6 separate regions of the Mus musculus genome follow, and all the other regions are linked to region 5. The links are chromatin contacts, called in public Hi-C and HiChIP or PLAC-seq maps. All regions are on one chromosome and are shown on one strand. The core of a region is the stretch at or near the end of the contact, and the rest is flanking DNA. Distances in the headings are between cores, read along the strand shown.

The links. Hi-C and Micro-C count contacts between places; a contact is called where the count stands out from the background. HiChIP or PLAC-seq counts read pairs in DNA pulled down with a chosen protein or histone mark.
Region 1: a contact with region 5 is called in an H3K27ac HiChIP or PLAC-seq map of heart atrium, with 5 read pairs. The contact joins two enhancer-like sites. A contact is called at or near these places in 1 of 15 datasets of contacts at CTCF or cohesin (large pre-B cells), 3 of 484 Hi-C or Micro-C datasets (Th17 cells, cerebral cortex and muscle stem cells), 6 of 115 datasets of contacts at active chromatin or transcription factors (astrocytes, bone marrow-derived dendritic cells, embryonic stem cells and 3 more) and 1 of 9 other capture datasets (embryonic stem cells).
Region 2: a contact with region 5 is called in a Hi-C map of uterus, with 4 times the contacts expected there. The contact joins two enhancer-like sites. A contact is called at or near these places in 1 of 15 datasets of contacts at CTCF or cohesin (large pre-B cells), 5 of 484 Hi-C or Micro-C datasets (the 3T3-L1 cell line, the MNK3 cell line, Th17 cells and 2 more) and 4 of 115 datasets of contacts at active chromatin or transcription factors (astrocytes, embryonic stem cells, heart atrium and 1 more).
Region 3: a contact with region 5 is called in an H3K27ac HiChIP or PLAC-seq map of heart atrium, with 8 read pairs. The contact joins two enhancer-like sites. A contact is called at or near these places in 1 of 15 datasets of contacts at CTCF or cohesin (the NIH/3T3 cell line), 4 of 484 Hi-C or Micro-C datasets (the C2C12 cell line, Sertoli cells, frontal cortex and 1 more) and 6 of 115 datasets of contacts at active chromatin or transcription factors (heart atrium, large pre-B cells, neural progenitor cells and 3 more).
Region 4: an H3K27ac HiChIP or PLAC-seq map of heart atrium shows a contact between it and region 5, with 5 read pairs. The contact joins two enhancer-like sites. A contact is called at or near these places in 2 of 484 Hi-C or Micro-C datasets (muscle stem cells and uterus), 4 of 115 datasets of contacts at active chromatin or transcription factors (bone marrow-derived dendritic cells, embryonic basal ganglia, fibro-adipogenic progenitors and 1 more) and 1 of 9 other capture datasets (embryonic stem cells).
Region 6: a Hi-C map of uterus shows a contact between it and region 5, with 4 times the contacts expected there. The contact joins two enhancer-like sites. A contact is called at or near these places in 2 of 484 Hi-C or Micro-C datasets (both in uterus) and 2 of 115 datasets of contacts at active chromatin or transcription factors (astrocytes and fibro-adipogenic progenitors).

What each region holds. Positions count from the first base shown.
Region 1 is chr12:79,903,389-79,907,526 of GRCm38.p6, forward strand. Gm46361 (a long non-coding RNA gene) reads left to right here. Exons shown (of 2, transcript XR_001780641.1): 2 at 437-1,194. Among named protein-coding and RNA genes, the nearest start is that of Gm51985, 5.0 kb to the right of the region's middle. Within about 2 kb of position 1,628, at least 114 of the 459 cell types and tissues checked have an H3K27ac peak or open chromatin away from gene starts, as enhancers often do. A contact at or near this core is called in astrocytes and heart atrium, where this site is marked.
Region 2 is chr12:79,926,503-79,930,533 of GRCm38.p6, forward strand. All of the region lies in intron 1 of Gm51985 (a long non-coding RNA gene), which reads left to right. The region is part of intron 2 of 9430078K24Rik (RIKEN cDNA 9430078K24 gene); the gene reads right to left. Among named protein-coding and RNA genes, the nearest start is that of 9430078K24Rik, 7.7 kb to the right of the region's middle. RefSeq lists an enhancer at 1-350. Within about 2 kb of position 2,774, at least 87 of the 459 cell types and tissues checked have an H3K27ac peak or open chromatin away from gene starts, as enhancers often do. A contact at or near this core is called in heart atrium and uterus, where this site is marked.
Region 3 is chr12:79,968,447-79,972,745 of GRCm38.p6, forward strand. No RefSeq gene overlaps it. Among named protein-coding and RNA genes, the nearest start is that of 4933435C09Rik, 34 kb to the left of the region's middle. RefSeq lists an enhancer at 184-3,446. Within about 2 kb of position 1,630, at least 130 of the 459 cell types and tissues checked have an H3K27ac peak or open chromatin away from gene starts, as enhancers often do. A contact at or near this core is called in heart atrium, neural progenitor cells and oligodendrocyte precursor cells, where this site is marked.
Region 4 is chr12:79,886,145-79,890,117 of GRCm38.p6, forward strand. The region is part of intron 1 of Gm46361 (a long non-coding RNA gene); the gene reads left to right. Among named protein-coding and RNA genes, the nearest start is that of Gm46362, 4.5 kb to the right of the region's middle. Within about 2 kb of position 1,542, at least 66 of the 459 cell types and tissues checked have an H3K27ac peak or open chromatin away from gene starts, as enhancers often do. A contact at or near this core is called in heart atrium, where this site is marked.
Region 5 is chr12:79,731,217-79,735,299 of GRCm38.p6, forward strand. The region is part of intron 8 of Rad51b (RAD51 paralog B); the gene reads left to right. Among named protein-coding and RNA genes, the nearest start is that of Gm36048, 66 kb to the right of the region's middle. Within about 2 kb of position 1,680, at least 50 of the 459 cell types and tissues checked have an H3K27ac peak or open chromatin away from gene starts, as enhancers often do. A contact at or near this core is called in astrocytes, heart atrium, neural progenitor cells and 2 more, where this site is marked.
Region 6 is chr12:79,501,246-79,505,517 of GRCm38.p6, forward strand. The region is part of intron 7 of Rad51b (RAD51 paralog B); the gene reads left to right. Among named protein-coding and RNA genes, the nearest start is that of Rad51b, 210 kb to the left of the region's middle. Within about 2 kb of position 2,811, at least 138 of the 459 cell types and tissues checked have an H3K27ac peak or open chromatin away from gene starts, as enhancers often do. A contact at or near this core is called in astrocytes and uterus, where this site is marked.

The sequences.
Region 1 (4,138 bases), core at 378-2,877, 170 kb after region 5:
CTGGCCTAGGGAGCAAGGCCCCATTAGCTGTGGTCTTCATTATCATGGAAGCTCCTCCCATCCTCCCCCCACAGACACTCTCTGAAGCTGGCTTTGTACAATTTAAGCACATGAAGAATCGACTTTTAAACTATAAATATCTTCATCCCCAGTTCCCAGAAAGCTTTTGGTTCTCTGTCTCTCTCTATTTCTGTCTGCCTGTTTTCTCGGTCTATCTCTTTCTGTCTGTCTGACTGTCTATCTCTGTGTCTTTCTATGTCTCTCACTCTCTCTGATGTCTCTCTCTGTGTCTCTGCTTCCCCCTGTCTCTCTGTCTCCTTTTTTTCCACAAGCCCTTGCAGTCTGCAATTTAGGATAGGCATGGCTTCCAAAGTCACCATCCTGATCATCCTGAGCATCAAAGTGACCCCTCCTGTGGACATTTGCCTCACTCCAGGGATATATAAAGAGGTGCTCAGCAGATGAGGACCAGACCTTTGCAACCGAAAATTCAACTTTAAAGTTCCAAAGATCTGTCCCAGGAAGGCTGGAGGGCTGTGTGATCTACAAGGTGAGACAGGGAATTTCAAGGTTGGAATCAAAGGCTCCTGAGCAGATGGAAAAAAAAAAGAAACATAGGTATGCAGCCACCCAGACAACAGCCAGTTAACCCTTCCTTTCCCAAGCCCACTGTTGGACTTTATGAGAGTCTCAGTCTCTGAATAGGTATGCCTCAGTTTCTCCTGCAAGCATGCTGTGACACATGGCAAACTTAACTTCTTTTACATGCTATATAATATCAAGAGCAATAAGATAGTATTATTTTATTGGTTCTATATTCTGTTTAATTTTTTGCGGGGGGAACACAAGACCTTGCTATGTACCCCAGGTCGGATTGAAAGTCATAATTCTCCTGCCTCAGTCACCCAAGTGTTGCAATTATAGGCGTGAGTCATCCATCATTTCTAATTCTGATTTTCTTCTCTGACTATCAGTGGTGAAGAGCTGAGTAAGTAAGAGTTGCTGTTACTCAGCTGGTGAAGTAGCTGGGTGGATTAGGGGTTTGCACAAAGCCTGACCACCCCAACTTTGACTCACTGGGACCCAGTGGTGGAAGGAGTGAACTGACTTCTGCAAGCTGTCTCCTGACCACCGCCTATATGTGTGCCCACACGTGCACAGATGAAGAAATAAAAATGTAATCAAAATCAAAAAGAGTCATTGCTGCTCTATAATGAAAAGATCTTCACTCATTAAAGGAACCCACAACGGATCATCTCATGCCTTCTTTAATAGTGCAACTTTGAAAGACATCCAGTTAGTGGCCCAGTGGTTATTTATTTATTTATTTATTTATTTATTTTCTACCTCTTCTGGAGTAGGTGACAGACACCACAGGGGAATGTTCAAGTGAAAAGCCCAGCATCCCTGGAAGACAAGAACAGAAGCCTTTGGACATCTGCACGGGACTCCATCACCAACACATCCAAACACTTTCTCGATCTGGAGGAAGAGCCTATCCCATGTTCCACAGAAGGCCCTGGCTCCTGCCAGTTCCTCCCTGGTTCACTGCTGGGAACCACAAGAGTGGCCTCTCTCATCCCTGCTGCCTCACTGGCCAGTGGAAGGGCAGAGTTGGCAGAAGAGCCTTTGTGAGCCTTGTTGACTCTGCTGGGTTCAGAGAGGCCTTCACAGTTGACTCAGCTAAGGAGAGTTGTTTACTTCCTGCAGCCTTGAGGTCTGCCAAGCACAGGGCCCAGCTGGGCAGTTCAGTGCCCGGGTCTCTCACTCCCACACCAGTACCTGTAGAGATCAGTGAACAGCCCCTGCTAGGCCGGCCAGACTGAGTCTGCACAAGCTGCCTTGGCCCTCAGCACAGACTCCTTCCTCCCTGCTAGTTCAGCTAGCCAGGCCTGCCTTAGTGACACTCCTGGGCTGGGTTTCTTTCTTTCTTCCTGAAGTCCAGAGCCCAGTTATTTACCCAAAGAAAACAGGGAAGTGACAAGGTAACAGAGTACACATGTTGTGAAAATATGCAGGCTGAGGCTGAAGAAAAGAAAACATTCTTCCATAAGGAACTGCCTTGTTAATTCATATTCTTCCCCCTCCAGATTAGAACCAGCCATTGCTTGTGCTCCTTCAAGTACTTTCTGTGGTTCCATGACAGCTGCCTACATGGGGCAAGATTTGGCTTGAAAAATGGGCCATCGGTCATGCTTTGGGTGGGGTGGAGGTTGTGGGGGGGGGTCAGACACTAAAATTCCCAGATAACTCAAATTCACTGCTCGCTCACTCTCTCGGCGGGATACAGGGGGGAGAGAGGTGGCATGGAGAATGGATTGTACAAACGTCAAGACATAACCTGATTTTCCACAAGAAGCCACAGCTCAGTAATGAACAGTCTTTGGAATGAGCTTTTCAACTCCTCTTGAAGTTGGTTTCCGATCCCTGGCAAACCCGGTCTCTGCAGCCTTGAGTAACGGCCACAGGCTGATTCTCGGCAATTAAAAATAATATTGGCCCTGATAGAGAACTCTTGGGCACCCCCCTCCCTTACACACCCTTTTCATTACGTGCCAAAGATTACTTTCCCAAACCTGTTTCAGAACAGCTGGCCGAGTTGGAGGAGCAGGCTCAGCCCTCGTGGCCTGGAGAGAGGCTGCAGTTATTAATAGCATTTGCTCTGCCTGGTGTTTGGGGCAGGAAGAGGGTGACCTGTGTCTGTTTGGAAAGTTGGGTCCTAATCAGTTTGGGGCCTGTTCTCTCTTCCCTGCATTCTTTAAACCTCAAGCTCTATGGATAGTGGCTGAGAGAGCCCACAGAGAGGCTGGGTAGGGCCAAATAGCCTCCCTATAAACCTTCAGGCTTCTCATTTCTTCCTTCGTGGTTGTTCTCTGCCTCTCAGTGGGTATTGGCCAGAGGACTGGCCAGGATCCTTTCAAGGGAGGTCTCTCACAGAGGCCTGGGCTGCCCCTGTTAGCACTTTCTGGTAACAGAGCCTGCTGAGCCTGGTGTTGCAGCTCAGGCCTGCAAGGCCGAGTGGGATCTGCTCCCTTTCCTAAAGGCTTGAGGGTGGTGTGGGTTGGGGAAGTATTTTCAGCCCTTACTGCCACAGAGTCTGTCAGCTTCCCACGGTCAGCACCCAGCAGCCTTAACCTCAGAATGGGTGGAAATCCCACTGTCTCCCCACACGGCCGACCACAACCACCACAAAGCACCTTCTCAAGATACCAGGATAGGGCTGGATTTCAGGCCTGGAATGCTCTTGATTGTCAGGTTGGGTTGCAGCTGAAGTGGAAAACCTTGAGAACAAGGCAGATTATGGGTCTGAGAACAAGGTCTCTCTCCTAGGTGGACATTTCTCAAGGAGAACACGATGGTGGGCAAGAAGCCATATCCAATCAGAAACCATGCACTCCTGGAGGAGGGTACCTCAGAATGAAAGTTTGAAACCTGGGCCACCCACCTTTGCTAGTATGCTTACATGGCCCCCGGTTCCAACAGGGGAGCACAGCCTCTCCCACACTGGGCCAGACTCCAGTCTCTGGCCATAGGTGAAAGACTATTTCCGGTGATTGTTTTGAGATATTTTATATCCAGTGTGTGAAAACATAATAGTGACCGGAAAAATACACACACGCACGCACACACCCTACAAAGGTGGTCCCATCCTTCACTAGAAAGGTCAGAGGACCCTTTTCTCATTTAAGTCCTTGATGTAGATCCAAGGGAAGCAGTTTCTTTGAAGTCAGCAAAGACCACAGCTGGCCCAGCTGCGAGGGTGTGGCTGGGGAGTCAGACAGGATGCGCTGCCTTATCAGGGGCCACTCTAGTTCCCGCCTATAAGGACCATGTTTCCTCCAGCAAAAGGTGACTTCAGAGCCATTTGTTCGGGAGTCCAAGGAAGACTCATTATAACCCAGGGAGCAGAGTGGCCTTATTCTGTCAAAGGCAAGCATTTCTGCTGGGGAGCTCCTACACAGTCCTTGAGTGTAAAACTCCAGGCATGCCATAACCTTGAACTAGCCCTTGACTTTCTCATATGTTGAATTTGGCCATCTTTGAAATCCCTGTAATATAACAAATGACGGTAAGCAGAAAGCCCTGGGTATGGTGGTGAAGACTCAGAGGGCAATGCCAAACAACTTTAAAAATCAGT
Region 2 (4,031 bases), core at 1,524-4,023, 200 kb after region 5:
AAGAGGACAAGAGAGCCATAAAGATCCTTCTGGGACTGGGGCATTTGGAGGAGGGGGGTCATCTTCCTAGCCTAGTTTTATGCTTTGAAGAAAATCCGGACCCCAGGCCTCTCCTAGACCCTCCTTATTGTGGAATGCAGCTCACTCCAGCCCTCTTGAAAGAATTGGACTCTGAAATCCAGAGCTAGCCCTGATGAAATGAAGACTCTGGACTAGAACTAAAAGGCCAGAAGATTCATATTCTCTCTCTCTCTCTCTCTCTCTCTCTCTCTCTCTCTCTCTCCAGTTCTCTTAAATGGAGTAGAACCAGGAACTCTAGCCACTCTAGTTATCAGGGCTCACACAAAGCATCTCCTTGCCTTAAAATAAATAAATAAATATTTCATATATTTTAATATATAATTGATTTTAAACACACACATATATGATTCTGAGCGCGCACGCGTGTGTGTGTGTGTGTGTGTGTGTGTGTGTGTGTGTGTGTGTGTGTGCTCGAGCACATAGACAGACACAGACAGACAGACAGACAGACAGACACACACACACACACACACACACACACGTATATAAAACAGGATCTTATAGTCCAGGGCACCTCAAACTCTCAGAAAGGCTCCTGCTTTAGCTTTCCAAATGCTGAGCTCATAGGTTTGAGCACTCATACCTATGCAGACAGGCCTCACACTGCCTTGTTTCTTGCTTCCACTGAGATTGAAGCAGCAGACTCTTAATTTGTTTGCTGGTCAGGGGTGGGGCGATTCTCTCCATCTTGTGAGAGAGACCATCTGAAAGAGATTTCATCACATCCATCTCCTGAGATAACAAAATCATATCAAAGTCTTATCCGAGCCCCCAGGGTGCAGCTGTCTCCTGTCATGGCCTTCTGATCCTCACTGAAGAGGTCCCTGCTGGCATCTGTGACTCAGTCCCAGTGTTGGGGTTTAACAGGCAGCCAAGTGAGACCATGTGGGACCAACTGCATGCTGTGGGCTCCTTGGTCCATCCTAGATCCTGGTGGGAAAGCTTTACTCCAGAGAAAGAGTGACACCAACCCAAATGGCTGTCAGAGTGGAGTGTTAAAGAAGATGGTAGGGTCCTGGAGTCTGCCTCCTGCTTGTTCCATGAAGAACCACAGACCCCACTGGATCAGGGAGTGAGCTTGCAGGGGCCCACTAGGTACCATAACACACATCACAGTCTGTGATACAGTGGTACTCAGAAAAGAGCCTTACAGATTTTGGTTCCAGTTTTGCACTTGGCAATATGTGGCAGAAGGAGAAGTGAGCCCTCTGCCTGCAGCTCCCTCTCTTTAGGGTAGGTGTGATACTACCTACCCCGTGGGGTTGATGGAGGCAGGGGACCCACACCGGCAGGCCCCAACCTCATGAATGATAGCATCCCAGAATTGTTCAAGGACCATTAATAGTAGTAGCCTTTCCTACCCTGATGTTGGGGTTTCAGCTTTTCCTCTAGCTGTCACATTTGTGTGCTGTCTGTGAGTATTATTAGCCCCCTAGTCATGAACCCTGTTTCCAACTGTACCCATGTATACTTTCATCTCAATGTGAAATATGGGTCCCAGGGAGCTGTCTAATGTAGACAACATAGCTATGTCGATGAAAGTTCCAGGCCTGGCCAGCCTGAAGGGGAAGCTCCTAGAAGAGAAATCAAATCTAGCCTTCCCAATGGAGTCTTCCAGAACCTTCCCCACTTCCCACAAGCAAGTAAAGTGGGGTCTGGTTTTCATCTCGTTCACTACCTGTGTTTCCTTGAGAGACAGCAGGATGTTGTTGCCATGACAGTGGTGTGTATGTGGAGCTGGGGGGAGGGTGGGGGGGCTTGGTAGTTTCCCTGAGGAGGTGGCATGCTCTGTGGCTGTGGTTCCATCTGTACACCTAGGCAGATGATATGGAGCATAGAGATAGATGAATGAGCCACAGGGGATGGGAGGTGGGGGGGACGGACTCTCGAGGTTTGCATGAATGCTGGGCTGATTGAGCACAGCTGTTCCCTCGGCAGTGCTTGGCTGCTGCTGCTTTTCACATTCATTTCATGGGAGGACAGAGAGGCAGCTCCTTGGATGGTTCTTGGAGTGTATGACTGGGAGACCTGGGAGTCCCTTAACAGTGTCTGGCCTCAGTTTTCTTCTGGAATGTAGTATTCATACAAGAACCTTCCTGAAGACCGATACATATATATATATATAATTTCCCCCCAACAGCAATGGCACATTTGCCAGAGGGTTAAATGAGGTGCTACTTAGCAGGAATGTGGCACAGAGAGTATTATCTGGTTGAGAGATGGGACCTGCCATTTTGGTAACTGTCAAAATGGGCAAGCCTGAGATAGTTGGCTCAAGCTGAAGGCACAAATAAGAGAAGGTGCTACAATTTGCAAAAATTAAACAGAGCCCCCAGCTCCTGAGATCAGCAGCTCCTCCCTTCCCCCTCCTTCAGCTGCAGAAGTTTAGACATGTGGTTCCCCAGGCTGCCCCAGTAAGCTAAAGCTTTAAATAAATACACACTCCAAACTGCCGTGCCATCTCTGCCCCCTGGCTGCCCCAGGCTCCTCCCTCTTCTTTCCTCTCTTGCCAGGAGCCAGGCCAGGTGGAGCTCTGGAGAAGGTATCCCTTCTGCTTGCACGTATGCTGTCCCAGGGGCCTGCGCAGGACACAAGGGGCATCCTGATCCAGTGCAGACTCTCCTCTTCCTGGGTTTGTTAGGAGCCTGACCGGCCCTGAGTCTTATGACTTCAACAGATGTTTCTGCTTAAGGAGTCCTGGCATCTTTACGGCCTGTTTTTTCCATTCTTGCCTCTCTTCCTCTGTCCCAGCGGCTCTGAACACAATTTAGACTTCATTTTCTTTCTAATGGTTACAGGGATAGAAAAGGCTAGGTTTGGGTTTAGGTTTTTTGCTGCTGTTGTTGTTGTTTCTTCTTCTTTTTCTTAACTTTTTTTTCTTAGCTCTTCTACACACACACACACACACACACACACACAGACAGACACACACACAGAGAGAGAGAGACTTCCATAGGTCTATGTTCCCAGTGTATGTTACTATCGAAGCAACATTGTTACATTGTGTTTCAAAGTCTCCTTTCCCATCTACCCATGCCTCGTATTCTTTGCTGTCCATCCCACCTAGATTACCGCAGGACTGATTGGAGTGTCCACTCTGATGTTGGTTCTGAAGGTTTGTAACCATCCCGGCCTAATGCCTGTCTTCCAATAAAGCATAAGGAGCCTCGCTACTGTCTATCAGAGTCTGGGGAGGCTTCTGCAGGTCAACAAGACTGACAGTTCCCCCCAAACTCTGTCTAGCTAGCCTACCTCTCTGGGCTCAAGGGGGGTGGGGGTGGGGGGCGGAGTTGACAGTTGTTACAAATGGAACCAGTTTTCCATGGGCAGGTTGCAGGCTTGCAACCAGCCCAACCACTCTTCAGATCACACCTGTAATTCCCTCTCACCTGCTGGCATGACTGGATGTTCCCAGTCACTTCCCCTGCAGGGCTTAGAGTGACCTATCCCAGGACCTCGGCTCATGATTTGTGTACGCCCCGGGCTGAGAGCTGTTCATTACCTGCCGAGACTGACAAGCAGACCAGAATTTCTCGTCTGGGCTCCCACAAGAGTCTAAGCAGTTCTTCCTGGAGTCCTAAATGTTGACTCACCTGGGTACTTAGCTGGGGTTAGACCTGTGTTTTACTGTATCCTTTGTTTAAGACTCACATTCTAGAATACTATAGTGTGGAGCTAGCTGCCCCAGGCTGTCCACTCCACCTTGAAGCTGACTATGAGGGCAGAAGTGGGACAAAAATCTTTTGGATATCCATCTTCAATGCCTTTTCCACAGAGAGCCTTCCCTGATGGCTAGGCCAAGCCCTGTGAAGTGTTCATTAGGTGACAACCCCCACCCGAAGAGGCTACCCTCCTGTCTCGCTCTTTCCCATGATACCACCACACTCATTTTTCTCGTGGCCTTCTCCCCCCTCCCCTTCCTATTTAAACACAGCACAACTCTGATTCTC
Region 3 (4,299 bases), core at 380-2,879, 240 kb after region 5:
GAAACTGTGGACATACACGGTCAAAGATTGTGTCTCCAAGGCAAGTGAAATTACTGTATTTGCTCAGTTTTAAGGCTGCACTGATTTAATAGAAATTTTGGGAGGCTTGGTGGAAAAGATACAAGAGATTGTGAATCAAAAAAAAAAAAAAAAAAAGCAATGGTAATGCTATTTTACTTCCAAGGAACAGAGTGTCCCCTTCAAGCATGCATACAGGCTGCTTGCTTACCTCCTTCTTGTTAGATGAGTGAACTTTCAAGAGAGCAGTGAATACAAGAAGATCAGGGTGCCTAGAGACACTGCCCCTGTGGGACTCAGCCCAGCTCCCTAACAAGGAACAAAGCCTCATGTTAATGTGCTGAAAGGAACAGTGCAGAGAAGTGCAGGAGAAGTGCAGAGACTACGAAGGTTTCACAGTCCCAGGTGACCAACAAGTAGACTAAGAGCAGGTATGGTGATAATGTAGTCCATTAATCTCAGCACTCTGGAGACAGACGGAGGAGAATGAGAATTTGAGGTCAGCCTGGGCTGCATAAAAACACTGTCTCACTGTTGGAGCAGTGGCTCAAGTTAAGAACACTGCTGCTCTTGCAAAGGACCTGGCTTGGGTAAGCTACCCCGTGGTAGCTTACAGCTGTTCATAACACCAATTCCCAAGAGTCCTCCTGCCCTCCACAGGGACTCCTGTGATGTGCATACATATAGACAGACAAACAGACACTCATAAAAGTTCAAAAAAAAAAAAAGACGATTCTGTCTCCAAAACTATTTAGGGCAGGAAAGAGGAGGAACCACATATCTAGCGGGACCTAACAGCCATTTTGAAGTTCTTAGACACTAAAGCCTTGCCTTTGCTCTCCAGAGGTCAACCCATTTGTTCTGAACCCCCCATTTTGTTACTCATGTCCTTCATAGGAGTCCTCTGACCCATTCTAATCTCTCCAGTCCCAACTCTGACAACAGTGCTCCCTACTTCCCCGAATGGTCCTTCACTCATCCTTTCACAAAGTAAATGCACTGTCCTCCAACCACAGACTTCTTGCCAAATTCCTCCTGTCCTTGGGCACAAACAACCCAGAAGTGCTCTCAGATCCAGAACATTGTTGGGGAGTGGGAGGGGTGAGTAGAAGGGCTATTCACCCTCCTGAGCCTATGATGGGATGTCTGGGCAGCTACTTCAAAAACACCAGGGCCTGAGACCTGTTCCAGGGATGCCACCCAGACGGGACACTGCTCAAAGCCGCCTCCAGTCCTGGGAACAAAGGTGAGGAACTCTTGACAGGGAAACTTAGCCCTACTTACTGGGTATGAATGATACCACTGGTCAGCCCTAGCTGAGAGGGGGTCTGGGCTCTGTTTTGTTCTTCTCTGTTCTAATCTTGATACTTTGACTACATTCTCATTCCCTGTGGCTTAGGCTGTAATGGTGAGAAGCAACAGTCTTAAAAACCTCAGAGGAGCCAGCTCAGAAGAGCACCTTTGGCCCACCTCCCTCAGTGCTATAACTAATGGGGGTACTTTTGCTACCACCTCCTGGTGAAACTGCTCTGGCACACATTAGGAATTCTGTCTCTAGGTCCTGTGGACTCTGAGCTTCTTGGGGCTGTGCCCAGAGTCCACTTGATAGAGAGCTGGGGTTTTGGTTTTTTTCCTGTGGGGCAAACTTCTCTGGTTAGGACACAACTGTCAGGGCATGGCTTGGCAGAGCTTCCATGCCAAATAGGGGTATGTGTATGTGTGTGTGTTCTTTTGTCTGATTTCCCAAATTCCAGGCAGGAAAGCAAGCTTTCTGTCTCTACACAGCTCCAGATCCCCCTACCAACATTTGCATTCCCCGGGTATGAAAGGAGTTGGTAGCAGGCCCCATGGAGGACAAGGCTGTAATTCAGCCAGGCCCCAGTGACATCCCAACCGTGAGAGTGCAGCTGGGGCAGCTTACGAACAGCGCCCGGGTCCCAGGGGGAAGTCAGCCCTGTTCTCCAGCCCACAAGCGCCTATTGTTCACTTTCTTGTTTTTCTCCAAATGTTTAGATGTGCTCAGAGCACAGAGAAGCCTGAAAGCAAGACCATTGGCCAGGGCAAGCCTGAAGCAGGGAAACCCACCGCTGGAACTCTGGGGCCCCACACTCCCTCCTCAGCTCTTCCTACTCCCCCTGCCATGCGCCGGACTCCGGATCCAGGGGTGGTCTCTTCCTGGCCAGGGCTGTTCAGAGAGCAGTAGGCTTGGATTGTTCAGCAAGTAAAGTATGGAATCCAGCTCAGACTGGCTTGCTTGACAGTCAGGCACAACTGTCCACATTAACTTGAGGCTGTCCAACGTGAGGGCTGGGAGAGTCTGGGCAAGTGCCTTTCTGATTCCCCGCCACTGACCAAAGCTGCTGAAGACAGGAAATAGTCACTGAGTGTCTGTCGGGGCCCCTCTCTGCATCAAGATTGTGACTCTGAGGTTTGACCTTCAGGGTTTGACAACTGGCCGCAGCAGCGCTTATTGCGTATGCAGACTCAGGCAACCTCTCAGCCTCTCTGAGCCTCAGTTTCCCTTCTTGGTAAAATTTACTTACTCTGTCTGTAGAGAGAGCTATGGGGACACTCAGACTCTATAGGCTATTCTTCCGGTTACCATTGGTTACCATGACCCAGTTTGGAAGTTGCCCCAGCGCTGGGAACAGTCACTTGTGAACCTTGATGTCCACTGTGAGTCAGCACAGCTATGCAGGAGCAGTAGCGCCAGAGGAATGAAGGATGGAGTGCCTCTCGATACCAGGGTATAGAGAACATGCTGGAAAGCCAGCCTTCTCCCCTCCCTCTCTCCTCTGCCCCAGATCCCTTTCTCTTGGGAGTTCATATTACCTGCCCTCCCCCAGGCCTGGGATTGCAAGCTTCCCTGCGTCTCCAGGCCCTAACAGACCCAGAGAAAACCCTCAACCTGGAAAATGCCCCTCCCCTACCATCCTGGCAGACATTACTGGTCAGGGCCCTGAACAGGGATGCAGGTGGGCAGAGGGAATTCCTACATCAAGGTGGGAATCTGGGTTTGGGATCCTCAGTAGAGTTATAAACATTGGTAATAGTGAAGCTTTTGCAATGAAGAGAGATGGACAGAGCAGGCAGGAGGTCCCTAGTAAGACCAGAGGGCTGCAATAGCAAGGTCTGAGTTCTAGCCTTTTATGTCTGCGGACAGTGCACATGCCCACATAGGGGCTTGGGAGGCTCTGCCTTCTCAAGAGACAGGACTTTATAAGATCCCCCTTCAGACTCATTAATCCTTATAGGAATAAGCTCCAGGGAGCCTGCAGTGACAGGGCCATATGGCTTTCTTATCTCCCTTATCTGGCAGCACTCACCTTCCATTTGGAATGTTTATCCCAAGATAAAGATCAGATTCCACTTAGGGTGATTGAATGAGGGCCTCCCTGCAATTTCAGATGAATGGGCGATCTGATCCAATCATAGATGAGCGGACAAGACTAGCTAATGGATGGGGCTCCTCCCATATCCCCGCCCTCTGTATCTCGCCCCCCACCCCCACCTTCTTTTCCCCAGAATGGCCCTAATTTCTTCTAGGAATTTCTGCTTTTGCCTGCTTTACACAGGAGAGGGAGTTCTGGACAACATGGCCACCGAACACAGGGCCACAGCGTCACACAATTGTTCCTAAGCCACAGTCTGATACTCAGTGGGGCAGCTACTGGTAAAAAAAAAAATGTAAAGTGAGCAAACCACACTGGTAAGCTATGCCCGAAATCTAAACGTTTTCTACTTGCCATGGTGAGAAGGGGGAAAAAAAAGCAGGTGAAATTAATTTTAAGAATTCATCTTCAGGCTTGGGAAGATGGCTCACAAGTGGTTGCCACCCACGCACGCACGCATTATGGACCTGAGTCTGGATTTCTCAAGACTCACACGAGGAAGCCACCCCACACATGGCATGGATGGTCTGTTATCCCAGTGCTGTGGAGGTAGAGACCACAGGAGTGCTGGGTGGCTTGGTAGTAAAGAGTGAGTACTGTTTCTAGAGGACCTGAGTTCTCCACACATGGCCTGAGATGCAAGGACCCCTTCTGGCCTCTGTGGGTACCTACCCGTATGCACACATGCACACACACATACTTGGTTTTGTTTGCTTGTTGTTTTTAAGTGTATGGATGGTTTGCCTGCATGTATATACCATGGGCATGCTTGGTGCCTTCAGAGGCCAGAAGAGGGCATTGCATCCCTGACAATGTAGTTACAACAGATTGTGAGTCACCATGTGGGTGCTGGGAATTGAACTCAGGTCCTCTGGAAGAACAGTCAGGG
Region 4 (3,973 bases), core at 292-2,791, 150 kb after region 5:
TGGAATCATTTCTTCGATCTGTCAGTGAGTGCCTTATCATTCCAGAAAATAATTAAGCAACGAGAATTGTTTCTGTGTCCCTGGCAGGAAAAAAAGGGGGCAGGGGCAAATTATTTTACCAGGCATGAGATTTAGTAACTTAATTCTATTGTTTAAAATGAAAGGTTATATGAAAATCCTGACAGATGAGCTTAGAGAGTTTGCAGCGTGTTTCTAATGGGATAGTCATCGTCCTGCCTTCTGGCCTGTCATGTTTGTCTGCCTGTCATGTTTTAACTCACAGCTTCCATAAAACCCCCAGAAAACCTTGTTTTCAATCCCATAGCTACAGCTGAGAGCAACCCTTCCCTGTCTTTATACAGTGCTCTGTGATGGTCAAAGCACTTAGCACAAATCACATTTCATAGATGAGGCAATTGACGCACATTAAAGGACTTGCTTTGATTGGCATTGCTGAGACCTGGGACTCCCACCTAAGAGCCCTACTCATTAGACCAGGCTGACTCCCAGGCATCAGAATGAAACAGCAGTGAGAAAGGAAGCCAGGGGCTGGAAACGGCTCTTCAGTTAAGAGAACTTGTTGTTCTTCCAGAGGGCTGGATTTAAGTTCCAGCACCTACATCATGGCTCACAACGCCTATAATTCTAGTTCCTGGGGGCATCCAATGCTGTCTTCTGGCCTTCTTATTCTGTGTACATGGTGTACATACATGCAGGCAAACCATCCAGACATATAAAATACAATTTAAAATGAACAAGAAAAGAGGAGCCAAGCAGTATTTTAATCCTATTTGGAATTCCAAGGAAACCTTGGAAAGAGTATCAGAACTTTGATGGTATTTGTTAGTGTGGCCCAATAGAAGAGTAGATACCTTAACAAACTTTGCACAAGACACATACATCTTGAAATCAAATCGACTAACCTTCTTGGAAATAGCAAAACTTTACACTAGAACTTGGCTTGAATGAAGAGATTCACAGCAAGCCTGAATCCTCATCACCCTTGTAAAATGATTCAGGCACCCCAGCAAAGACCCCAGTGTCTTGCTTGTGCTTGACCATGAAGGTCACCCTTCACAATGGAAGGTTAATACTGACTCCAAAGTGAGCGAGCCACTGTCTCCATCACTGCCACTTACTACAGCCTGTGCTCCGTGTTCCTTGGAAACCTCTTGCCTCAGCTTGGGCTTGACCCAACCCACTTAGAAGGAGGAGAGCAATTTTACAGCCCTGCGTGGAGTGACTCCAAGCCAGTCGTATCTATTTCCAAGTGATCTGACGCAGCAAGCAGATCATGTTTCCTTTGGAGGCTTGGCTGAGAAAAGCTGGGCTGGCAGGTCTGAGCCAGAGTGAATAAAACGACTGTCAAGAAAAATCCCAAATGGCCTCTAAGGAGGGAGGACTAATGAAATGCTCAGGTCAGAGGTGGGGTGCTTTCTGGGGAGATTGTAAAAAGAAAGGAAGATGAGGTGAGCATGTGTGAAATTTGCAAGAGTCAACAATGACAGGGGACGCCAAGCACACTGGCACATGCCCAGAACGTTCCGAGAGCAGGCACCTAGCCTGAAACAACTCTCTCTCATACACACAAAATCTAACTCTTAATTTGAAGCGTACCTTTACTCAGAATTTTTATTGGAATTTCTTACGGTTGGTTACCTGTCCACCTTGCCCCCATCCTGCCAAAGCCAGCAGCGATTCTAAGTGCTTTGCCAAAGACCAACAAAGCCCTGTATTCAATTATTCTTGTCTCAGGGAATAGAAATTAGGGAATTCCAGGAACGGGATGTGGGAACAACTGAGAAGCTAGGCTTCACTTGAGATCCTTGAAAAAGAAATAAATACCTTGTTGTTGGGATAGAAATAGAATTGGGTCTGCACAGATCATTTGAAAGGAGAAGCCAAGTCTTAGGACTGGCTCTAGCCCGCTGACTTTCTGCTCAGGATGATAAGAGCAGACCATTGACCATCAGATCCCACGGGCATGTGTCTGGCTCTTGGTTCTCTTCTTTGGCTGTACATGGGGTATTTTAAAGGGCAAGACACGGGGACAAAGCTGTTTTTCTTGAGCAAGAGGTGTGTGCGTCCAGCTCCACACTTGTCAGTGAAGCCCTTTTCCATCCAAACAGCTTGGCCACTGGATATGGTAGCAGCAAACGGCCACTTCCCCTTGCCTCATGCCCCTGACAGTCAGCTGGCCTGTTTCAGGGCCCTACTGTGTGCCAGTCATTGTCTTGGAATGGAACCAGAATGCCCTTGCCCTTGGTGTCTTGTCTATGTATCTGGACAGGAGACACCTGGGGCAGAAACAGTGTGAGAAACACTGGAGATTTGAGAAGAGGAGCCACCAGAGTAAACATGAGGACAGAAGGGGTCATCCCTAAGGTCTTTATTCTCCTTTAAGGACCCCACATTGATTTCCAAAATATCAATTATCCATTTGTTATTTAGATAGGCTTGGGGTTCAACATGAAGTGGAATATGGAATATAAAAAAGGATTGCAAGGAAAGGGCTCATGTGGCTTAGTAGGTAGAGTGCTTGCCTAGCACGTATGAGGACCTGTGTTGAATTCCCAGCTCGGCAGAAACCATGTGTGGTGCAAGCACACATATAACCCCCGGGTTTGGGGTGGAGATAGAAGCAAGATAATCAGAAATTCAAAGGTCATCCGTGGTTCTAGAGCGGGTCTGAGGTCATGAAACTGTCTGTGGAGCTGGAGAGATGGCTCAGAGGTTAAGAGCACTGTCTGTTTTACAAGATGACTCGAGTTTGAGTCTTAGTACCCACAAGGTAGCTTACATGGGCCTGTAACTCCAGTTCCATGGAATCCAACTCCCTCTTCTGGCTTCTGTGAGCACTAGCTAGGCACACATCCAGTTCACAGATAAAACACCAAACACCCCACCCATACCAGTTCTGAACACAAAGACTAGCACAAACAGCTACTGTGTTTGAACAGTTGTCTCCCATTTGTAGAGTAGAGAGAGAACCAAGAGTGGCCAGATCCCAGAGGGAATCTGCCATAGCCGGTGTGTGTGTGTGTGTGTGTGTGTGTGTGTGTGTGTGTGTGTGTGTGTCACATTCAGGTTGATGTTGGCACAGATGGAAAGGGCAGATGTCAGTGAGAGAGGGAAGATCAAGAGTGGTTTTAAGTTTTCCATTTGGGTATCTGTGGGATAGCAATTTTGTCAACTGACATAAAAGAGACAGGGGAGGAACATGTGAGGCGATTGTCATAGGAGGCAGGGTCATGATAACCAATATGCTTTAGACATGTGTGATTGGAGAGAACCACACAATGCCCAGCTCGAAGTGTCCTGTAGGCATTTGGAAATACATGTGGGAAATTCAGGAAGATGGCTGGGCCTGAGATCGTAGAGCATGGGTGGTAAGTGAAGCCAGCAGAGTAATAAGGTCACTCAAGCAGAACAAACATATCTGAAAGAGCAAACAGAAGCCCAAACCTAGAGAAGACACCATTTGATGCGGCAGCAGCAAAAGACGCTGGGGAGGAGACAGAGGGAGAGATCTAAGAGGTAGGAGGAGGAAAAAGGAGGACTTCCAGCTACTGTTGACAACAGGTCAGGGCAAAGGTCAGTGGGTATAGGAGCTGTCACTCTGGGTAAGCAGTCTGCCCAGTTCTTAGCAGGTTACTCTTACTGGGGAGCACTTAGGGATACTGGGCCATGAGACAAGCGAGCTGTGTCCATCAGGACTTACTTACGTCACCTACCATTTCTAGATGTGGATGAGTGCTGAATGTCCTACCTATGTAGGGAAGGCCTTAGCTTGACCACACCATTAGCTCCTGTCTCTTACTACCTCTTACCAAGAACAGCACTCATGGACTAGATAGGTGAACAGCCCATATATAGAGGTCTGGGTCCAGGTTTCAGAGTTTTAGATGCTGGGGTTAGTCCTCATGTTAATGCTGATCTAGGTCTCTCCTTAGGCTAGCCCCCTTCCTCAGAA
Region 5 (4,083 bases), core at 430-2,929:
GAGAATTGTGGGCCTTATATTGGCTTGGAGAGTCTTAATCTATAAATCTGGTAGGGTTTCTGAAGTGTTGACACTGGCTTAAGTGAAAGTCACCAAGTTGAAAATAAAAGATTAACGTTGGGGGAGGAGGTTGTGAGATGATGCTTCCAACACATTGGCAAGGTTCTGATTCTTAATATAGAGGGATCCTGGCTACTCCTGAACTAAAGAGACAGAAACCTGCTCATTTCATATATATCCACTGCAGAGCTATTGGAGAAACCTACGGAGTTTTACAAACTGTAAGGGTATTGTTATTTTATGGTTGTTCACCTAAAAGCCTCGGTAACACCTGTTTTCCCTGGTCATAATTTTGGAGATACTCGAAGCCATCCTGCCTCTGGTTTTGTTTCATGAACCTACCTTAACCCTTAAACTACGAAGAGCACAATATTTTGTTGAGCACCTACTTTGTACTTTGTGTTCTAGGTTATAAGTTGAATACCTGGAGTCTTTCACTAAGCTTCATGGGATCTTTACCAGTGGATCGATCGCATCATGTAAGAGAAGACTAGCATCATGTCCTAGTGTCAGGACAGTCTTTCAGACTTTCCTGATGACCTAATGTTCTCTGTTGGGGACATGCTGCAGAGAAGTACAGGAGATTTTTTTTTTTTTTGAAAAGCCAGAACACTTGCTAATACCTCAGACAGGGATGTACGTTGTATGATGCACTGCACGGCGCCCCAGCTTTCAGAGACCACCTCTTACCAGAAGTTTGCCAACCCCAGCTCTTAGAGAGATTCAGCCCAGCAGCCTCAGTCAGTCCTCTCATCCGACAGTAATCAAAAGTTGCTTGGTAAATCAGTGGGGCCGAAAACATTCTTGGCAGTTCAAACAGCCAGCGGTAAGAACAAGCTTTCTTTACTTGCAATGAGTTCATTATCCAAGGGCCAGAAGTGCTCAAAATCATTGATTGGCTAATTATAAGTAACTCAAGGGCCATAATGCTTCAGTCCCTCTGTGGGAATATTTATAAGTGCTCAAGTTCAGCTCAGATAAAAGAGAGGGATGCCACCCAAGAAAACTGCAGGAAAAAGCCTAGAATTAGATGGCATGGGATGTTGCCAGTCTGAAAGAGGAAGGATCAATATATCACTGAATTTTACAAACCAACCTTGGAAAACAGATTCCCTGTGTCCTTCCCAGCTTTAGGATGGGATGCAAAACTAGGGGCTTTCCCCCTTTACTCGCGGTAGTAAGTCTACCCTGTTTTCTTAGGAAGGGAAGCAGTTGCTTTAACACTCTGGCTAGATTCCCAACATGAACAGGGTGGCCCGATTAAAACAGGCCTGTGGATGCTTCTGCGTGAGGGAAGGGGTTAGCTGTAAAGCACCACGTGCTTGTGGGTGTTTAATGAATATGAGCTGATTAAATTGGCCACCCTGAATTATAACCTCATCCCTCTGGAGCTCCTCTCTGGCTCTTAGCTCAGGACCATGTTCATCAAACTTTCTGCCCAAACTTGCTAGGCAGAAATGCTTCCTCCTAAAGTTGCCTGTGTTTTCCACCCAACGTTTCTTTGTTTCAAAGATGCGCAGTAGAATGTGACCATGGGAGACCCTTCCCTTCGGATGCAGGCCCAGCTGCAGTGACGGCAGCCACACCCACAGCACTTCCCCTCAAACCTGCTGCCTCCATCTGTTTCCCCATCTCTGGACTAGTACAAAGCCAGTGTCTGTCTGGGACAGATAGTGAGCTGAGTAGCAGACAGAGGAGGCCTTGTCTAAAGAAGGAAAAACTACTGTTCTAGAAACCGGGCGACCTAGCTTTCTGGCTGGATTGTGCTAAGAGCCATCTGTGTGGTTAGGAGAGTCATTTGTTCCTTCACCCATAAAAGGCAAAGGCGAGACAAAAATCAATATTTCTCAAATTGTGGGCTCTGGGACTTGGGGTCTGCAAGTTCTATGAGATTTTTAAAATTTTTATACTCTTACCACCAAAGTTTTTTTTAATTATTATTATAAAGACAGTATAATTACAGTTGAAAGACACTGAAAAAAATAAATAAATAATAAGTTTCTTAAATTGGTGATTCTAAAACTTATGTAACATTTTCTGGAGGTTTCTCGGTATATTATGGGAATCTCAAATAGTTGTTTTTTTAAAAGGACTCCGTGAATCAATAGAATTTTCTATAAAGCAAAACATCTTCGTTTTAAGTTTTTTTTTTCTTCCCCCCACAGTACGCTTAACTCTCTCAATGCATGGGCTTCCTTTGTTTTTACAATCAAGATATTTGCTCCTTCGCCAAAACTTTCCATGAAACTGTAAAGAGTGTGTTTCTTACAAAGGCTGCTTTTCCCTTTAAGATTTGGAGCATTGGGCTGGGCTGATATAACTCAGTGGGAAAAGAACTTGCCACATAAGCATGAGGACCTGAGTTCAAACCTCTAGAGCCTGTGGAAATCTGGTACTGTAACCCTTGTCTGTAATCCTGGTGCTCCTACATGGACCTGGGAAACAAGAGCATCGCTGGGAACTCATGGGCCACTGAGCCTGGTATTTGAGACAGAGGAGAACAGAGACCCTGCCTTAAACAAGGAGGAAGACAAGGAAGGACGGATATTCAGCCCTCCGCTTGTACCATAACACACATGCAGCCTCATATACCTAAACACACACACACACACACACAGAGAGAGAGAGAGAGAGAGAGAGAGAGAGAGAGAGAGTGTCAAAGGTCAAAGGCTGGAGATATGGATCAGTGTTTAAGAACACTGGTTGCTTTGCTTTGCTAGAGGACACAGGTTCAGTTCTTAGTACCCACATGATAGCTAACAACCAATTAATATTGTATTTCTGAGGGATCAAATGCCTTCTTCCAGCCTCCTTATGTACTATATGCACATAATGCATAAACATACATGCAGAAAAAAAAAACACCCATGAAGATTTAAAAAGAATCAGAGCATCATAAGTCATTGTTAATCAACCTTATCAACTGAGACTACCTTTCTTTTATCTCTCAACCCTTATAAACCTAAGATTAAATTTAGTTGTGCATTTTAAATCATATTTTACAAAATGCATTTGTGCATACCATCCATCTATCTATTTATTTTGTGTGCACATGTGTGGGCAGGGTGCATATATGGAGCTCAGAGGACAACTTATAGGAGTTAGTCACCGAGTTCTATCATGTGGGTCTTGGGCATCAAACCCAGGTCCTCGGGCTTGGTGGCAAGAGCCTCTACTACTGAGGCATCTCACTGCCTTTATCCCTTTTGATTTTCAGTAGACATTGTCTGGTAGCATGATGTCCATTATAGAAAGGAGGATAATTTCACCATAAAAAATCACCTGGTGTTTCCTGATTCATTCTCTCCAGCAAAGCTTTCCTATTCTTGGAATGGCGAGAGAGTAGACGGGGTATCTGTTAGTCGTTCTACTGCGCTGATCCAGGGCTACTTGTTTCAGGAAATAGTAAATGGGGCTTCTCATTCAAGGATAGACTGGCACTGCCAGGTGTCAGTCACATGACATCAGTTTGGACTTAGTCTCAGCCCAGTTCCTGGTGTATACAGGTACTCTGTATTTATTGAATGTTGAGTAAGTAAATGAACGAGTGGATTTTAAAAAATCAATCCTAGGCTGGGCGTGGTGGCACACATCTTTAATCCCAGCACTCGGGAGGTAGAGGCAGGCAGATTTCTTAATTTTGAGGCCAGCCTGGGCTACAGAGTGAGTTCCAGGACAGCCAGGGCTATTCGGAGAAACCCTGTCTCGAAAAAACAAAACAAAACAACAACAACAAAATCAATCCTTCTACCTAGGGATGCATACCTCTGAAATCCTATCACTCAGGAGGCAAGGTCAGTAACACTGTCTCAAAACCCAAACCAACAAGATCTTTCTGACTAAGGTCTGTAAACTGGAGGTCATTTTTACCTCATGCACTTTTCCAAGTACTAAGTCAACAGGGTTCGCTGAGAGTCTTCCAAGTGCTTTGAGGGGAAACAAGGGAACTGATGAGAAATGGCGGACTGGCAGGCCAACATAGGAAATCCCCTTTCTGGCTCTCTCCAACTTTCTGTCCAGGGC
Region 6 (4,272 bases), core at 1,561-4,060, 230 kb before region 5:
TTGTGTGCCCTGAGACGTGAGTTACAGATAGTTCTGAGCTGCCATGTGGGTGCTGGGATCCAAACCCAGGTCCTCTGCAAGAAAGGAAGTGCTCTTAACCACTGAGCTGATTCTCCAGCCCCTGAAATTCTTTCATCATCATAGAGCAATGAGAATCAAGGTTGTTACTAGTTTGTATCACAGAAAAATTCTGCCTGTAAATGGTGTAAGCAGTAAGGACATTTGCCTTCTTATTATATAACGAGGGCCCTGGGTTGGTGACCCTTCAGCTCAGTTACATCATTATGCACTCATATTTTATGAAATAGGTTTTGCTAGCTATGCTGGATCCTATACCATGACATTCCTATCTTGTCCTGAACTCACACTGCCCATTACTGAAGATAGAACAACTCTCATGCGACTTGTTTGCTTTACTTGGTCCAAAACAACTTTTTTGCCAATATCAGGAATGTTCTATATTTATACTGTTCAATATAGTAAGCCATTAACCACACATGACAATTTTTGCACACTTCAAAGAAATGGGTGCTATAACTAAGAAACTAAAGTTTTAAAATTCAGTTTATAGAACCATATATGTATGGCAAGTGGCCATGTATTGGACTGGGTACAACTAGATCAACAATCTGGGGAAGCAGTCAATTAAAGCATTCATTTGTCTTTAGATTTTGTCCTAACTTTTGACCCAAACAAAACCAAATGAATAAAACCACAATACATATATAAAGGCTAGCAGTAGAGTGTCTTCGTGGCAGCGGATAAGATGGGAAATGCTGATAGATTAGGATGAGTCAGCAGAGCTGAGTAATGGGCGTTTTGCTGAGGAGCCCTGCTGCTGAGTGTGCTTTTCTCACTTAGGGAGCTGCTTTGTTTGTAGGCTATACATTGTCCTGCCCCAGGCTGGCCACTCCAAAGCTGGGAAAGGTCATGGATAGCATCTGTATGCATCCATCCAATCAATATGTACAGGCCCTTTGTTGTGAGCTAGGTGTTGTTGTAGGTGTTGAAAATACAGTAAAGAGGAAAAGTTGTCTGTTTTGTGGCCCTTGGAACTGTTACAAGCAAATGAGCAATGCAGTTTCAAATTATGACGAGTATTTAGAAGCAAGTACAGACAGTGAGGCGGAGTGAAGGAGGTAAACCTTAACAGTTGTCTAGATCCAGGACTTTTCCTGGAAGAACTCAGGTGGTTTGGGCTTTCTCTCCAGGAAGAAGACTTTTGGTCTTATTTACTTTTACATCAGAAAATAAAAGGGCTCAAGCATTTGATATAATCCAAAAGGAAGAAAAGTCAGATGTGTTCGCAAGAAGACACTGATTTTTGTCTTCTATGCAAAGCTCAGTCTTGCCTGCCATGTTCTGGTGAACTCTGTGTGGCCCTGCACAGAGCAAAGTTTATTTCTTGTTTGTGTTCCCATATATCTTTTGCTTTGTCTGGAGTACTTTGGCTTTCTATAGTGGGTTTCTGGCCTCCAGCTTTCTCATCATAAAGTAGGATTATCATCATAATATTTATGAATCATACGGCTCTGGAAAGATCTGTCCTTAATCAAAATAATTATTAAATGTCTCATAAACTTGTAGGCCAAAGAAAACATTTAACTTTTTTATTAAATTTGTGCAAATCATTCAGTGAGTTCAGGTTTTCATTCTCGCCCCCCCCTCCCCCAATTTTAAAATAAAGTAGTCGTAGGCTTGTCAAGAATGGTAAGAACTGGATCCTGACAGGAATGGTAGAAACAGAAACAAGCACAGCCTTTCTGGAGAGCCAGTTGGCAGGACAACAGACAGTTCTCTAAAATATGCAGATTTACATCTTCGCCCCCAAATATAAAACTGAATCAGCGTTCAAAGGCATGTGTTCAGAGACATTCATCATCATGTTGCTCATGATGATAACAGGCGGCTCACAGCTCAGTCGTTTAATATAGGGACAGTTCAGTTATATGTTCATTGTCAAACTGTGTGTAGCTATTAATGTAATGATGGCATTAATAGGAATTAATGGCTTTGGAAAGAAGTTCAGAGTGTTCTAGCATTTATAGTGTCCCATGCTGCTTCTCTTTGAGCATCGGCGGTCAAGAGCGGTAATTGTGATCACTTGTACTAACCTTGACATTCGTAGCATGTTACTGTTGAGTGCTGAAGTGTCCTGGGTAGTATGCTGAGCTCCGCTCAAACATTATCTCAGTGAACTTTCAGCCTAGCCCTACTAGCAGGCACAACTTGGATTATTATTTTGTAGATGAGAAAGCCCACTCTTAGAGGAACATAACTATGTAAGGCCTTATACTGAATGATAACAGGGGCAGCATTCATACCCAAACATTTATCTCTAGAATCGATATTCTCAAAGTTTACAGAGAAGCACTCCAGCGTCTTTATATCCTAGTAGAATGTCATGAGAGGCATGTTGTGGAAAACTCTTTCATATGCTTTCCTGTAACTGTACCTTTATCTGTGAGTACTTGGTTCCCATAAGTGGCAGGGAAGAGGTGGGTTAATATTTAATAAAAACACAGGTCAGCAAATAATAGCTCATGGGCCAAAGCCAGTCTGATGGTGGACTTTGTAAGTCCTGTTTTATCTCAGCAGCACTGTGCTTCATTATTATATATTGTCACTTGCTGTCTCTGTGCCTTATTGACAGGAATGACTAGTTTCAATAAAGATTGTGTGGTATAGAGGCTAAAATTAATAGTATCAGGTTCTTTACAGAAAAAAAATTGCCCATGCCTGCTGTAATACACTAGAAGTCTGGAAGGATATTGATCCTGTCTCAGTGATTGCTTTTCTGTTTAGAGTTCATGTTCTTCAGTAGGTACAGGCCACCAGTGTCCAGGTAGTTGGTGAGGGTTTACTGAGAACATGAACCAATAGCTTATTTCAGGACTTCTGAGCCCCTCTGTGCGTGGCTGGCTGGCATTCCCTAACTGGGCCATCTGTGTTGCCCTGACACTCAGACTGTTGCTGCTTCTCTGAGATGGAATGTGTATTCACAAATGAGGGCTCCATTAGTCATGGTGAATTTCCTGGGCCCTGGAGACATGGCCATGACATCACCAAGAGCCAATCAGAAAGGGGCCTCTATAGTCCAGCCTTCAATCCTCTTTGGAAGACTATAGACTAAGTGTTCTGTTCCTAGCCCTCAGGGTGTGATTTGAAACTGCCTTCCTCATCCAGCCATATTCTGGGCACAAAAGTCTAGCTTCTAGACCCAAGAGGCAAGGGCAAGCTTGATAATCTGCAGAGCTGGAGGCAGATTGCTGTTGAACATTTTTTTCCATGGCTTGGGTTTTTTCTTCCCAGAGTTTTCCACTCCAAATGACGTTGTTGCTTTCTGTGGCAAAGGATGGGTGGTGAAGGATGAAATCTGCATTAGATAAAAGATGGCTGGCAGTTAACATTTCTGGATAAGTATAGGTTGGTAGCATGACAAAAATCAGAAGTGTAGTTTGCTGGTTTGTTACATTGCTTCTCTGTATACTTTAACAGCTTTTAACAGCAACTGCTTTTAGCAAAATTAGTGTGTCTTAAAAACAGGCTCATTACCCACAGATCTTAGGATCTTCCTAATGAGGGTTAGCACCTCATTAAATCTTTTATCATCAAGAAGAAAAGACCCACTACCCCCCACTTCTCTTTTGGGGGGGGATTTAAATATTTTAGACTTACAAGCCTCTTTCTTCTCTTCCTTTTCTTTCATTCTTTTTCTTCTCTCTTCCTGTTCCCATCCCAATTTACGAGAATCATTTGTAGAATTCAGTTTTAGAGGTAACTTTCCTAATCTGTGTTCAAAAGCATCTGTTCAAATATGTATTTCTAATTGGCTCTGTCTCTTGTTACTAAACTATAATAGTTAAAACACCTTTAAATTTTATTCAAGGCTCACACTTGTAATCCTAGCACTTCAAGCGGTGAGGCAGGAGAATCTCAAAGTCAAGGTCAGCCTGAGCAAGAACTTGTCTCAAAAAAAAAAATCCATTGATCCTGGAAATTGAGACTTAGAACCTAAGCCAGGTGTGGTGCCTGTAATACTCAAGAGCCTTAAGTAGTCCAGAGAAGTAACAAAGGTCCAGTGGCAGCCTGAGCTGTAGCGGGAGATCTTGCCTTTAAACCAAACCAAACCAAACACAACCAATCCCCAAAACAACCCTAGGAAACAAAACCAGAAAAAAAAATCTTGAAGTGGACTCATGCAAATAGAGTTTTATAGCTTAATGCAGTTTATGAACCCCAAAATTGTACCTTCTCCCTTCATAAGGAATA